Regions from separate parts of the Pan troglodytes genome. Here region 2 is linked to region 1. Evidence: chromatin contacts called from public HiChIP or PLAC-seq data. All regions are on one chromosome and are shown on one strand. Each heading gives the region's core, a stretch centred on a gene start, on an enhancer-like site or on the middle of the called end of the contact. The rest is flanking DNA. Distances are from core to core; before and after follow the strand shown.

Region 1 (2,781 bases), core at 131-2,630:
TACAGGTACCTGGCACGCGTGGTGGCCTCCTGCCCTACTGGTTCGGCCTGCAGTCATTTCCAGTAACACAGGAAATCAGGCCACCAAGCACTCAGCAACAGCTGACCAGTTACATAAACAGTAACCTGTCTAGGACCCAGAAATACCACGCAACTGTTAAAATGATGTTGAGAACTGAATGAATGGGAATTACTTCCCATGCGTCAGAAACATTTGCAAAACACGGGTGAGTGTGATCTCAGTGTTTTCAAAATGTGTGTGTCCTGAAAAACACTCAAATGAAATGCTAAGTCATTTCTAGGCTCTAGATGACAGTATAAGCGACACTTAAAAACTGTTCTTCCTTAGCGTCTCCCTGGGTTTTGCGAGTCGTTTTTGCTTTTTTTTAGCCAAGGATAGGGTATTTAAAATACAAGCTCTCTCGGCCGGGTGCAGTGGCTCATGCCTGTAATCCCAGCACTTTGGGAGGCCAAAGCGGGAGGATCACTTGAGGTCAGGAGTTTGAGACCAGCCTGGCCAACATGGTGAAACTCCGTATCTACTAAAAATACACAAATTAGTTGGGTGTGGTGGTGCATGCTTGCAGTCCCAGCTACTCGGAAGGCTGAGGCAGGAGAATCGCTTGAACCCAGGAGGCGGAGGCCGCAGTGAGCCAAGGTCGCGCCATTGCACTCCAGACTGGGCGCTGTCTCAAAAGACAAAAAGTAAAAATAAAATAAAATACATGCTTTCTCTAAGCTGTTCAAAAAAGAGTAAACTTCACTGGTGGAGAGGCCTTCTCGAGGCCCCCGGGGTGGAGGACCAGCTGCCCCTGAGGACTTACGCCGAGGCCTCGTGGATCTCGGTCCCATCGTAGACTCCGCATCCAGACAGCACCTGCGAGAGGAGCGGGAGCTGACCCGGGGGAAAGGGGCCGACCTGGGCGGCGGGAGTTGACTGGGGGGAAAGGGGCCGACCTGGGCCGCGGGAGCTGACCCGGGAAAATGGGGCCGACCTGGGCCGCAGGAGGTGACTCGGGGTGAAGGAGCCGACGTGGGGCGGCGGGAGCGGACCTAGGAAGAGGGGCCGACCTTGGGCAGAGAACAGCGAAGGCTGATCTCTGGAGGCGGGAGCTGACCTCACCCCCTCCGTCCACTCACCAGCGCGACCCTGGCCGCGGGGCGCGGCACGGAGAGGTGAAGGGCTGCGCGCTGGGAAGGCGTCCGACCGCCGGGGGACAGGGACGTGAATGCAGATGCCGCAGCGAGCCTCGAGGCCACCAGGGCCCTCACAGCCGCCATTGCGGTGAGGACAGCGGGGTCGGAAGGTCACGCAGGCACAGAGCGTGCGCACCCACCCGTCTACAAACGCGTTGCTCGTCGGGACCGCGCCTGCGCAGCCTTCGGGGCGGAGCCAAGACCCGCCCCCGTCTCAGCCCTATCCAGTGAGTGCGCCGGTGGGCGGGCCCGCGCCTGCGCAGAGCCTCCGAATAGAGTTCCGGGAACCCTGTCTTCCTTCCGGTGGTGGCTGAGGGCTCGTGCTCGAGGCTGAGGGATGCTGGTGACTCCCGGGGCCCCCAGCCCCGCCCCCATCGGACGCCTCCACAGGCGGCGCACCCTTTCCGCCATCCGCAGAGCAGTCTTGCCTCGGGGCGGCTCAGTCCGGCGCTTCTTACCTTACCTCCGTCTCATCCTTAACTCACCACGAGCATCCAGGGTCCACATCCTCCTAAATGGCCACTCGTCTTAATCTCGGCGTCAGGACCCACGCGGGGTCAGGACTACCCCTCCGCTTCCATGACTGTCTCCTCGCGGCTCCGGCTCCCACGGAGCGACCCCTCCGGGTTTTACTGACCCCGGGATGTTCTATCCTGGAAACTGCAGTTCCACCCAGGGGCTTGATCTGGGTTAGTCTGGGGGCAAGTGAGCCGCCGATTCTGTTTGGGTTTTTTTTTTTTTTGAGGCGGAGTTTCCCTCTTGTTGCCCGGGCTGGAGTGCAATGGCGCGAAGTCGGCTCAACGCAACCTCCGCCTCCCAGGTTCAAGCGACTCTCCTGCCTCAGCCTCCCGAGTAGCTGGGACTACAGGCATGCGCCACCACGCCAGGATAATTTTGTATTTTTAGTAGAGACGGGGTTTCTCCATGTTGGTCTGGCTGGTCTTGAACTCCCGAGCTCAGGTGATCTGCCCGCCTCGGACTCCCAAAGTGCTGGGATTACAGGCGTGAGCCACCATTCCCGGGCGCTGTTTGGGTTTGTTTTTTTGTTTTTGTTTTTTACGTTCACAGCATGGACGGTCAGTGTGAAGATCCCAGCTGCTCGGGTCCTAGCTGGAATTCTTCCATTAAAAAAATCTATTTGTTATGCATGGGTTAGTTCACAGAGGAATAGCTGGATAAGTGCTGGCTTTTTCCCCGATTTACCCATTTTCAACCTAATAATTCAGGTTTTTGAAATAATGTGAATGGTTACTGCTGGCGGATGTTCACAGGGACACACTGGATTCTACAGACACATCTGATGATCTAGCCACGGCTGTCACTTTCCCCACTGCCGCGTTGTCCATCACTAGGACTTTACTGCCAATCCTCGCAAGATAGTGGGGAACTAGAATAACAGACATGGGACATTACCAGTTACAACCAAAGACAAGCTTGGCACATTTGACTGTCCTCGTTCCTGCTCCTCCGTGCCTGGCCCTCTTCAGGCTTCTCAGCTCCTGGGGAGCGGCCAGCCAGGGAGCATCAGCTGGTGGGAGCGATGGGGTTGTGGGATGGCACAAAAAAACACCAAGCGCCACTCAGA
Region 2 (2,781 bases), core at 115-2,614, 210 kb before region 1:
ATTTGGCGGGTATGGGCTCAGAAAGTGGTGAGTGCTGATTGGTCAGGTCGAAGATTAAATCATAGGGGGTCAAAATGAGTTCTGGCTGACTTCTGTCCCTGGGTGGGATCACACACATGGTTGAGCCAGATTATCCGTTTGGGTGGTGTCATCTGCTGCATCTGAATGCAGGGTCTACAAAATATTTCAAGCACTGATCTTAAGTTTTGCAACAGTGATGTTATTCCCAGAAGCAATTTGGGGAGGTTCAGACTCTTGCCGCCAGAGGGTGCATGGCCCCTAAACTGTAATTTTTAATCTCGTAGCTTAATTTGTTAGTCCTACAAAGGCAGACTGGTCCCCAGGCAAGAAGGGTTTTTTTGGGAAAGGGCTATTATCAATTTTGTTTCAGTTTAATCTATAAACTAAATTCCTTCCCAAGGCTAGTCTGGTCTACACCCAGGAATGAACAAAAGCAGCTTAGAGGATAGAAGGAAGATGGGGTGGGTTAGGAGATCTTCCCCTGTCATAATTTCTTCAGTTATGATTTTTGCAAAGGCGGTTTCAGTGGTCTCATTAGCTTTACAAAGGCTGTTTAGTTTTGAGGAAGGGCTGCTATCACTTAAACTATAAATGTCTCCCAAAGTTACCTTTGCTTATCCAGGAATAATTAAAGGCAGCTTTAAGGCCAAAGGCAAGATGGGGGTTGGCCAGATCTCCTTCAAGGCCATCCTTCTCTCACCGATACAATTTTTTGCAAAGGCGGTTTCAGAACGTCAGAACGCCTGTCTTAATGTAACTGTGGCCCATGTAACGATGTTTAGAGGGTCTTATCTGATTTCTAAAAGGCTGAAATGCTTGTAAGGGCTCTGCTGGACCTGCCCGTGCGTCTTTCCTATAAATGCGTCTTTTCTGTAAATGCTGGGAGGGAGGGAGACAAGGAATCAACACAGCCCCAGGGCTGCCCTGGGTTTATTCCAAGAGTTTGAATCGCGTAACTTGGAGCTGTGTAGCGCCCATCCCATCCACGCTAGGCCTGCGCTCAGAGTCAGGCCTAGGCACTCGGCCATGATGCGCGTCGGACCGAGCCCACCCCGCTCGGTTCCTGGGAGCAGCAGTTCAGCCCTCACTGGGCCGACTCGGGGACCGCCCCCTGCACCCACCCTCTGCTCGCTGCGCGCTTCCGGGGTCGCGTTAGAATCGCGTCAGAGCCGGGCGCCCTAGGCCGCGCATGAGCAGGAGCAGAGCCAACGTGTCAGCGGCGCCCAAGCGGCCCCAGCGGGCTCGCGTCGCCCCGCTCTCCTCACCGAGCCGCCAATGGGCTCAGGATCCGCCCCTGACGACGCGGGCCCCGCCCCTGGAGACACGCGCCGCGCAGTCGTCACCCGCCCGGGATCAGGAGGCCGGGGGCGCCCGCCGGTCGGGCCTGGGCGGCCGCCATGAAGCTGACGCGGAAGATGGTTCTGACCCGGGCCAAGGCCTCGGAGCTGCACAGCGTGCGCAAGCTCAACTGCTGGTGAGGCGGGGCCTGGCCGCGGCCGCCCCGGGGTGGGGGGAGGAGCCGGGGCGGGGCGAGGGCGGAGCCGGAGGGAGGAGCCGGGGCGGGGCGAGGGCGGAGCCGGAGGGAGGAGGCGAGGCGGGGCGGGGCAGGGCGGGGGCGGAGTGGAAGGGGGGAGGGGCAGGGACGAGGGCGGCGAAGGAGCCGCGGGTGAGGGAGGGGAGGAGGCCGGGGGTCGGGGTCGCCTGGGCCCCCCCCCATTTCCCGGCCCGCCTTTGCCCCGGCTGCCCTGTGGGCTGGGTCTGTTGTCTGGGGTTGCCAGCAGTCACTGGGACCAAGTCGAATGGGAGAGAGAACTGAGCTCTCCAGGACTGAGTCAGGAAACACGTTGGTAATCAGTACTGGGGGCGGCCGTTCCCAGGGTACTCCTAGCAGGTGACAGGAAGGGACGTGGGTGCGGTGGGACCCATGCAGGCTGAAAGGCGGGTAATGCTGAGTCTCACTGAGCCAAGGAAGACCAGGAGCTTCCAGAAGAGGGAGCCTGGAGTTGAGGCCTGCAAGATCTCCAGGGTTCCCTGGGGACTCAGCAGAGTGACCGCGCCGTGTCAACTGGCCGCACCGTGCAGGCGGGTGTGGGGGTCAGCGAGAGCAGACGCCTCCTCCCAGGGGTGTCCGCAGACTGCCCAGAGTGAGCTCTTCCCTGTTAATTAAAAAGCTTTTCTCTCTGCCCTGGCATATCTGGTGTTTTGGCTACAATTCCCGTGTCATTTGCTTTCAATAATGCATTTCTTTGTTTTGCATGGGGTGGTCAGTACTCCCACTAAGCTGGGAGAAACAACAACCCTATTTCAGGCTTTTGAAGTTTGCTTCATAAGTTGCCTGTTCACCCTTTGAACTTGGCCTCTTATAAAGACGCCCTTGTTTATGTCTGTCAGTGAGAGAAATGAACCTTCTGCTACTCAGGGACCATGAGGAAGAGTTCATCTTTTTGTGTCTTACAAATGGAGCAACCCTGCTGCTCCTTATCTAAAAAGTACCACCCCAACGTCAAACATACAGTTTAGCTGAAAATCAGCTAAAACAATTGTTTATACCTTTGCCAGTTATCTGGGCAACCTTCCTTTTTTGCCATGCCATTAAAATCCTAGAATCTTAAGGTTTGTAGGGAGTCATCGGTGATTTTTGGAATTTTTGTCTTCAGTGTTTTTTATTCAACTTTAACAAAATTAAAGTATGTATCTTTTCTCTCCCCAGGGGCAGCCGCCTCACAGATGTAAGTATTGCACTGATCATCTCCAAATAGC

The links. HiChIP or PLAC-seq counts read pairs in DNA pulled down with a chosen protein or histone mark.
Region 2: an H3K4me3 HiChIP or PLAC-seq map of stem cell-derived excitatory neurons shows a contact between it and region 1, with 4 times the contacts expected there. The contact joins the promoter of CFAP410 here to the promoter of GATD3 in region 1. A contact is called at or near these places in 1 of 7 Hi-C or Micro-C datasets (stem cell-derived neural progenitor cells) and 1 of 1 datasets of contacts at active chromatin or transcription factors (stem cell-derived excitatory neurons).

What each region holds. Positions count from the first base shown.
Region 1 is chr22:44,729,151-44,731,931 of NHGRI_mPanTro3-v2.0_pri, reverse strand. It overlaps GATD3 (glutamine amidotransferase class 1 domain containing 3), which reads right to left and starts at 1,380. Exons shown (of 6, transcript XM_054675320.2): 1 at 1,140-1,380; 2 at 824-876. The coding sequence starts at 1,280.
Region 2 is chr22:44,934,681-44,937,461 of NHGRI_mPanTro3-v2.0_pri, reverse strand. It overlaps CFAP410 (cilia and flagella associated protein 410), which reads left to right and starts at 1,364. Exons shown (of 7, transcript XM_514938.9): 1 at 1,364-1,495; 2 at 2,732-2,750. The coding sequence starts at 1,419. LOC134809270 (a long non-coding RNA gene) reads right to left here and starts at 1,198. Exons shown (of 2, transcript XR_010154600.1): 1 at 630-1,198.